2 separate regions of the Zea mays genome follow, and region 1 is linked to region 2. Evidence: chromatin contacts called from public Hi-C data. All regions are on one chromosome and are shown on one strand. Each heading gives the region's core, a stretch centred on a gene start, on an enhancer-like site or on the middle of the called end of the contact. The rest is flanking DNA. Distances are from core to core; before and after follow the strand shown. Region 1 holds the start of LOC100282557 (GAMYB-binding protein). Region 2 holds the start of LOC103629857 (cyclic nucleotide-gated ion channel 1).

What was found. A called contact is a pair of places that touch in the nucleus more often than the background predicts.
Region 1: a Hi-C map of tassel shows a contact between it and region 2, with 2.7 times the contacts expected there. The contact joins the promoter of LOC100282557 here to the promoter of LOC103629857 in region 2. A contact is called at or near these places in 4 of 25 Hi-C or Micro-C datasets (ear, endosperm, leaf and 1 more).

What each region holds. Positions count from the first base shown.
Region 1 is chr6:117,466,714-117,471,115 of Zm-B73-REFERENCE-NAM-5.0, forward strand. LOC100282557 (GAMYB-binding protein) reads left to right here and starts at 2,716. Exons shown (of 6, transcript NM_001155465.1): 1 at 2,716-3,149; 2 at 4,166-4,291. The coding sequence starts at 2,939.
Region 2 is chr6:116,809,218-116,813,737 of Zm-B73-REFERENCE-NAM-5.0, forward strand. It overlaps LOC103629857 (cyclic nucleotide-gated ion channel 1), which reads right to left and starts at 2,362. Exons shown (of 8, transcript XM_020539432.2): 1 at 2,092-2,362; 2 at 1,319-1,475. The coding sequence starts at 1,350. It overlaps LOC103629856 (pentatricopeptide repeat-containing protein At3g57430, chloroplastic), which reads left to right and starts at 3,792. Exons shown (of 1, transcript XM_008650948.4): 1 at 3,792-4,520. The coding sequence starts at 3,874.

The DNA.
Region 1 (4,402 bases), core at 1,466-3,965, 660 kb after region 2:
TTGAATAACTAAACTTTAGACCATGTAATCTAAGACCTTAATTGACTCGATCAGTTTCAAAAAAGAAAGCTACTTTTGAGTTAGTGTATGATTTCCTCATGAATAAACCTGGTTTAGAACATGAGGATTTTTGTACAAAGTACATAGTTATATGTAGAAGGTGCGTCTTTTCCTATCGTTCTTAGGCTGTGGCCAACAGATCGTGTATATGGCCGTGCAAAACAATGTTTTGCACTATATACAACATTGTTTGCAGAGTGAAATTTAGAATAGGAGATGAGATAGAATATCTACTGGAGATAGCCTTAGTACGGGCGTTAAGTGACGCAAAATAAATGTATTAGCCTTTTTATATATCGATGTTACACAACAAGGACGTTATATAACCTAGTAGCTTGGACTTTATAACAACTAATGATTTGAAGACGCTATGCAAAACTATTTTTTTATGAAGCAAAGGTAGTTACCAACTTACCATCTATCACAAGTAGAGGAAGGATCTTCGTTTTTTGGTTTTACCCTAGTTGTTTTGAACTAGGACTAATATCAGCATTAGTTCGAGATCCATCGCCTAGTGTTGCAGATAGGTGCAGAGGGATCTTCATAAATCCACTTAGCTAAAGCATTGTGTTTATGACTATAGTATCAACGAAACCTAGACCGATAAACTCTTTTGAAGCCCCACCCGCTAATTTGATCATGAGATAATTCTTTTTATTTCCCACACCTTCACAAGAAAAATCTCCCTCTAATTTGATCTAATCTCTTCTGAATCCCTTCATGAATCCAATAGCCCATTGTATACATAGGGTATTGGTCAAACTTGAAATGATCAACATTGATCTTCCTCCATAAGATAATTGACAACACTTTCAAGTCTCTAACCTTTACTCTAATTTGCCTGTTTTATTCACCGAGCTCTTACTTGGCCATCCTCTTGTACCTAATTGATGTCCTAGATATTTCATGGCAAAGTTCTTCGCCTTGCAATTAAAACCATCCACAATTCTCTAAGTTTCCACCTCATCAATCCTAATTGTATGCACCTATGGGTAGTTAATCTGTATACCCAAAACCTCTTCAAAGCAGAACTGAAGAAATTTACAAAGTGTTTGGTTTGAGGAATGAAGTGATCCATCTTCTTCTCACTCCTCACTTTTTTATTTGGTTTATGGAATAGAATGGGTTGATCCATCACTACCCCATTCCTCATAAGCTAATAATTAGTATATACATGAGGAGTGGGTTGATTCCACCAAAATTGATGGAATGAACTTATGATGCGTCACCTCATGAAGCATACAGTGACTCCATAAACCAAACACACCATTAAGATTTGCAATATCTCTTCCTAAGTTTTAGATGAACAAAGCTGTATCATCAATGTATTCCAAGTTATTTAGGCTCGCCCCAGCGAGATGATAAGTTACTCCATTGATATACCCCCTTCCCAAAAGCTCTCTAAAATGGTAGACAAACCATGGCATCAACCACCAAGTTGAATATAAGGGGAGATAAAAAGGTCACATTGCCTCAGGCCCTCGAAGCATCTGAAATATTTTCCTACATCTCCATTAAGATTGGTGGTCACTCTAACATCTCAAACAACTTATATTTGCTTCTATTTTCAGTTTGAAAATGATTTCCTATTTTTCTTCTTCATTAAGTCTTGTGACATATCACATTTTTGGTCTATATAACAACTCATTGAATTCTAGAGGAACCATCTATTGTTGGAACTATCCTTCTATGCCAAATAATAAATAAATAAATATAATATTGAAGTACCAATATTTTATCATATTTTTTGCCCATCTTTTCTTAAATATCTTACTAAAATAACGAGTCTCTGTCATGAGGTAATATAGATAGCTAGAAATCTCAATCTAAATATATTTCTTCGATCTAAAATCTGAATAGTAACTGTAACCCAAATAAAAGATGTATATGTACCTTTCTTACCGTAATAATCAAAGGTTTTTTTAGTTAGACTCTGTTTGAAACCTCTAAAGCTTAGCCTGCTAACAAATTGTTTACTAGATTAAACCAACTAATAACCTAATCGTTTGTGGATAGTTAGTTACCAATAAGTTGAGGTCTCAGCTCGGGTGTTTCGCATCTTCACAACTAATTTTAGCAGCTAACTATCAGCACTAGAGATTTCAAAGAGAACCTTAACATACTTTTGTTATTTCAAACATTAGATTCACAAAAATAGAACTCAAAACACGTCAAATTAACTTAATTCAGTGTCATTTTAAATATTTTTGTCCTTATGCGTCTTTTTATCTTTTGTATGTGCACATACGCATAGCAGGACAAAAATATCTAAAAATACATTAAAATCAAGTCTGACATGTTTTAAACCATATTTGTACTAATGATTTCTTTAATTACACTCCTAAAATTTAAGACTAAACTTTAGTCTATAGAAATCCTATTTAAAAGATCTATTTTAGTCTTCCCGTTTAGTATTTTCAAAACAAAAAATGACTCACTAAAACTTAGAGGTTGGAACCAAACACCACGGAGGGTACGAATTTCTACTTCGAGGGTACGAATTTCTACTTCGTGAAGTGCGTGAAGTGTATTTATCTACCTGTCCCCACCGGAGGGTACGAATTTACTCTGTCTTGTTCAGCTGTCCTTTTTCTTCCCGTTTAAACACCCCCAGATTTCTCTATATCACGACGCTACCCCTCCACGTCTCCGCTTCTCGTGTTCTTGTTCGTCTCCGCCTCAGGCAAACTCCACACGGACACGGTCACACCTCGCTCGCTCTCGCTCCCGTATCGCGGTTTCCTTTTCGAAGCCTTGCTAGGTTTAGCTGGGGCCTCCGTCTATCCTGTCAATGGCCCCTTAGGCGGCTGTACTTCAGACTTCAGAGGTGACGTGAGGCGTGGGGACGCGCGTAGCTGATTGGTTCGAGGAGGCGGGGATGGACCCGGACTTCTCGCCGGCGAGTGGGGGCCCGAGCTTTGAGTTCGCCTTCAACTCGGTCAACTTCTCTGACCGGGTGTTGCGGATCGAGATCGTCGCTGGGGATGACGCCCTCGGGGCCAAGGGCGCCACCGGCGAGGGGTGCTCATCTCTTGCCGACTGGGCGTGCCACCGCAAGCGACGACGGGAGGAGCTCCGACGCGACAAAGGTGAGAGAGGATTTCTGATTATCTTTTTTTTTTTCATATTCCCTAGAATTTGCGAATTGGCTGTGGATTCCAAACTGGGGAAAGACAGTGGTTGGTTGTTTGAATTGAATTATTCCATGCGTTCTCTGGAACTTTTGAGGTGATTTGATTTGACCTTACCATGTGCTCGGGCTTTACTAAAGCCTTCGGCCTCAAGTGCTAAAATCCCCCCTTTCTATTCAAAATAGGAAGGGTATTTTAGCCCCCCTCGTTCCCCTCCAATTCCCTGACTCCCAAACTAGCCCCAAGTGTTGTGAAGGCACTTTTTGTTTTAATCGAGGCTGTGAAATGTGGGATTGTGGTTCTCTTTTTCAATCCTTTGAGTTGGCGTAGTGGCAATTCAGATTATCATTTACTAAGCAATCTGTTACCAATGAAATGACCAAGTGGTGGAAATTAGTGGGGATAATTATTGCAATTGACACTTGGCTGTGGGTGATATGTTCTGCTGTATTGGCACGATGTCATTCATCTCTGCATTTGGTTTGTGCAAACTAATTATTTGTATGCCCTACCTTGATCAATGCCTGTAATATGATTTACATAATCATGAACATATGAACAACACACTCAAGACCAGCCTGTGCGACCGAACAAAGCTTGCAAGTTTGGGATGTAATCTCTTTGGCTATTGCTGCATCGGTTGTAAATGAGGAAGAGGAAAGGAGCGAGGAAGAAGATAAAGAAGGGAGAGTGTCAAGGGGGTGCATATCTTGGCTGTTGGATCGATCCAACACCCAAAAAATGTGATTGAAGCCATAGCCAAATATCAGGCAACTGATAAGGATGCTGATCTATATTAGTGATATTTTTTTGTGCTGACCATCATGCCTTGGCAATTTACTATCTCATTTTCTTTCACTGATTGCTGTAATTTCCAGTTTATTCCCATCTTATGTCTTTCATAGTTCTGCATGATCTTCAACTATCAAATTTATCATGCGTATAACTTTTGAACTACTGTTTTATGGACCCAGAATCTAGAAAATACATGCCAGATCCAGCAAACTGCAAAGTTGAAGCTGAAGAATGTGATGCCTACGAGGAAGGCAATGAGCCTGTAGCTATGATAGAAGAATCTCCGCCTGATATTGAGGCAGATGGTTAGTGCAATTTATTTTTTTTTCAATTATGTCATTCAAATATTTTAAGTTTTTTTGGGTTCAGGAAAGGCAGCCTTCATACACTCAGTAAACTCCTTACCTTTTTACCAT
Region 2 (4,520 bases), core at 1,112-3,611:
TTCTAACTTCATTAGTCTTGTTGTGGGGCCCATCCATTATATCCTGTGATATATCAAAGCTCCAATCTCCAATATGTGCAATGGTAGTGTGATGTTGTCTCTCTCTCTCTCTCTCTCTCTCTCTCTCTCTAACGTAGCTCTCATGCGTAGTTCGAAAAAAAAGGTTGCCAAAGGCTCGAAAAAAAAAGGTTGCCAAAGGCCTAAAACTATGTTCTAACTTCATTAGTCTTGTTGTGGGGCCCATCCATTATATCCTGTGATATATCAAAGCTCCAATCTCCAATATGTGCAATGGTAGTGTGATCTCCCCCTCCCTCCCTCGCTCTCTCTCTCTCTCTCTCTCTCTCTCTCTCTCTCTCTCTCCCCCCCCCCCCTCCCCCTCCCCCTCCCCCTCTCCCTTTCCCTCTCCCCCTCCCTCCCTCCCTCCCTCCCTCTCTCTCTCTCTCTCTCTCTCTCTCTCTCTCTCTCTCTCTCTCTCTCTCTCTCTCGCTCCCTCCCTCCCTCCCTCCCTCTCTCTCTCTCTCTCTCTCTCTCTCTCTCTCTCTCTCTCTCTCTCTCTCTCTCTCTCTCTCTCTCTCTCTCTCTCTCTCTCTCTCTCTCTCTCCCTCCCTCCCTCCCTCCCTCCCTCCCTCTCTCCCTCCCTCCCTCCCTCTCTCTCTCTCCCTCTCTCCCTCTCTCTCTCTCTCTCTCTCTCTCTCTCTCTCTCTCTCTCTCTCTCTCCCTCTCCCTCTCCCTCTCTCTCTCTCTCCCTCCCTCTCTCTCTCTCTATATATATATATATGTGTGTGTGTGTGGGCCCTAGAGGAGGTAGGACGACTAACTGCTGACTAGGGGTGACTAGTCTCCCTAATCAAAGACTAGTCGACCTTATCACCGACTAGACGATTTGAAAATATTGGAAGATATGCAAGGTGCACATTGACGTGGACATGGCATATCCGTTGACTAAGCCACTACCACGAGCAAAGCATGAGGCACACACAAGAGCCATGGGTGCAAAATGCTGGCACAATTAACTCTAGTGTGAGTGGGAGGCTTATGATGATACTTTAATGGTTGTCATAGAACGATGGCTGATGGCATCATGTCAAGATTTATGATTTACATGTTTCAATGGCAATCTCCCACTGTGCTATGCGACAGGAAGGTATAATCTATGATTATCTACTTGCAAGTGGTCCTATTTTACGCAACTAATCTTATTCACTGTTAGCATATAGCATACCATGTTTCCCAACGCTAGCATGACATGTTATGAACGTAAAACACTTCAACAAAATAATGTACTCAACTTGTCAAGCAACAGGGGATGGCTAACCTCACATATTTGTCCTCTCTTCCCATCACCATTTTCTTCGAATTTAGCTGCTAACACGAGTATATCAAATCTTCAAGCATGATATCCACATACGACAAGGTCTCGGGTGATTATAATCACAACCAAGTAAGAACACAAAACCGGTAAGCAAACTGTCCTGTAAAGTATTTTCAGTAATCAGAAGATAAAAGAAAGAAAATTAGCAATGTCGAAACAGCCAACTGAGATCCGGTATTAGAAAAAATAATCTTTGATGATCTAATTGCTCCGAAACATAGCCTGGAAGTAGCAGCATAACCCACAACATTCGAAAATAAGCATCCCAGTCTCAGAAATTGTAATAACCTTTGTAAACTCATTACCACCCGAGCCCGCCCGTGTGCGGCCACACTTTCTTTCTTCCTATTAATGAAACACCTGAACGCTGGCGAAAAAATAAAGTCTTGTATAATTAACAGCATGCCGCCACCAACGTCCTGAATTTGCCCCAGAATAAGGAAACCCCAAATCGCCCAAACACCCAACCTACGTGCCACAAGCATCACCTAGACAATGGATCAAAATGAAGCATGGCACTAAAGAGGAGAACAGCCAGCCGTACAGATATTTGATCCCCGCATCAAAACCCAAGCGAAAGCTAGGACACAACCCACCAGTCACGCGACACCAAATTGCGCGAAAACCAAGCTCGCCCGCGTTGATCCGACCGCAACGGCTTAGCGCAAAGCGGAAGTGAATCAGACCGGAGCAGGAAGAGCTGGGGGTTGGTTTACCTTGCGTTTCGACTTGGGGGCGCGGGAGTGCCCTTTCCCCTTCGAGGCGGGGCGGGGTAGGCGGGTGGAGTTGGGGGAGAAATGCAACGAAGCTTCCCGCTGGCGCTAACGGTCTTCGGTCTTCGGTCTTCGCCGCATGATGGTGGTGCCGTGGTCGACTGGTTGTGGCAGGCAGGCGGGGGAAAGACAGGAGGAGTCACAGGAGTGCGTGAACTCGACAGCAGCAGGACGGCAGTCACGGCACGACCATCGAGTCATCGACCAGGCACTCGCAATTGGGATGCAGGTATTTTTGAACTTAGGGGGCCGCTAAAATTTAGCTCTTGTCTCATCGAATGTTTGAACCTCCGTTCCGGGTATTAAATATAGTCGGATTATAAAACTAATTTGTCAGCCGAACAGTCACGGCACGACCATCGAGTCATCGACCAGGCACTCGCAATTGGGATGCAGGTATTTTTGAACTTAGGGGGTGTTTGGTTACACCCCGCTAAAATTTAGCCCTTTGTCCCATCGAATGTTTGAACCTCCGTTCCGGGTATTAAATATAGTCAGATTATAAAACTAATTTGTCAGCCGAAGATTAAAAGACGAGACGAATCTAGTCCAGTTGGTTGGGTCTATATTTCATACTCCTATTTAAAAGTCAAACGCTTGATGTGACCCGAGCTAAACTTTAGCAGGAGCAACCAAACACCCCCTTATTCTTTCTTGAACTTGTCATGTTATATCATGAAAGTCACTAAGTAAACTAATAAAATAAATTAAAATACGCCCTCTAACTTTTTTAGAAATATGTTCTCTAACTTTATCGGCCTGCGTAAAACTGTTCAAAATTAGATTTGCTCAAATCAGATATCGTCGTGACTCGTGACGGGACATGTTAAGCATATAAATGAAACTTTGGGGACTCAAATAACATAGTACGTCAAGTTCAAGAACCCAGTACATCATGTCAAAATCGGGACCCAAATGACTCCAACGTGACATGCCACGTCCGCATTCTGTTTGAACAAAATCGGGTTTGGACGGTTTTGGCGGGTCGACAAAGCTAGAAGACATGTTTTACTGGTTTTGTAAGTTTGATGACTCAAGTGATACAACGTATCAAATTCAAAAATGTTACTGCATTTTACTCATTCTAATACATTGGAATCTATTTAGAGCTTGTTTGTTTTCCATGGATTTTTAGAATCCTCACAAAAATATCTCATAATAAACCAAACACAATTAGATATTATGTCTTGGATATTGTACTTACATCTAAAGTTTGTAGAATCTACTTCCAACTGCATTGTGAGATAATATCTTAGATTTTGTGCAAAATTATATTATGAAAATCTCAGGGAAAACAAACGGAGCCTTAGACCATGTTCAACACTTCACCTATATGGTAAGTTAAAACAATGTTTTGCAATGTTTTGTACTGTAGAATGCATTGTTCCCATGGTGAAACTTAAATATGGATATGAAGATGAGTAAGTTGCTGAAGATAGTCTTAGAGATGTGTATTCGAGTCCGGTTCATATTAAACACTTAAATCATATGTTTTTAATATTAATATTCATTTATATTTTATTTAACGTATGCTGTTTATATTTAAATATAAATCCAAATTAAAATAGAAAAAAACTAATATCCATCCCTACCTAATCCATTTACACCCCGCAGGATCGTGTCATCCACACCCAAACACTCGACTCGAGTGGACTGTGGACTCGACGCTGAAGCCCCTAGCCGAGCCCCAAATCCCAATCGGCGGCCAATCCCCTCCGCCGCTCAATGGCCGCCACGCCCCTCCCTATCACCTCCCCACCTCCACCACCCACGCCACCCCTACCGCAGCCACCCACCGCCGCCACTATCCGCTCTCTCACTGCCGCAGGCAACCATGCCGCTGCTCTCCACGCGCTATCATCCTTGTCGGCGGCGTCCTCCTCCCATGCCCCGCTCGACCACTTCGCGCTCCCGCCCGCCGCCAAGTCCGCCGCCGCGCTTCGCTCCCTCATAGCCGTCCGGTCCATTCACGGCGCTGCGCTGCGCCGCGATCTCCTCCATGGGTTCACCCCGGCCGTCGCCAACGCGCTCCTCACCGCCTACGCGCGATGCGGCGACCTCACCGCCGCGCTCGCGCTCTTCAATGCCATGCCCAGCCGCGACGCCGTCACCTTTAACTCCCTCATCGCCGCGCTCTGCCTCTTCCGCCGCTGGCTCCCGGCACTGGACGCGCTCCGCGACATGCTCCTGGAGGGCCACCCGCTCAGCTCATTCACGCTTGTGAGCGTCCTGCTCGCGTGCTCCCACCTCGCTGAGGACCTGCGCCTCGGCCGTGAGGCGCACGCGTTCGCTCTCAAGAACGGGTTCCTGGACGGCGACGAACGGTTCGCGTTTAACGCGCTGCTCTCCATGTACGCGCGCCTCGGCCTTGT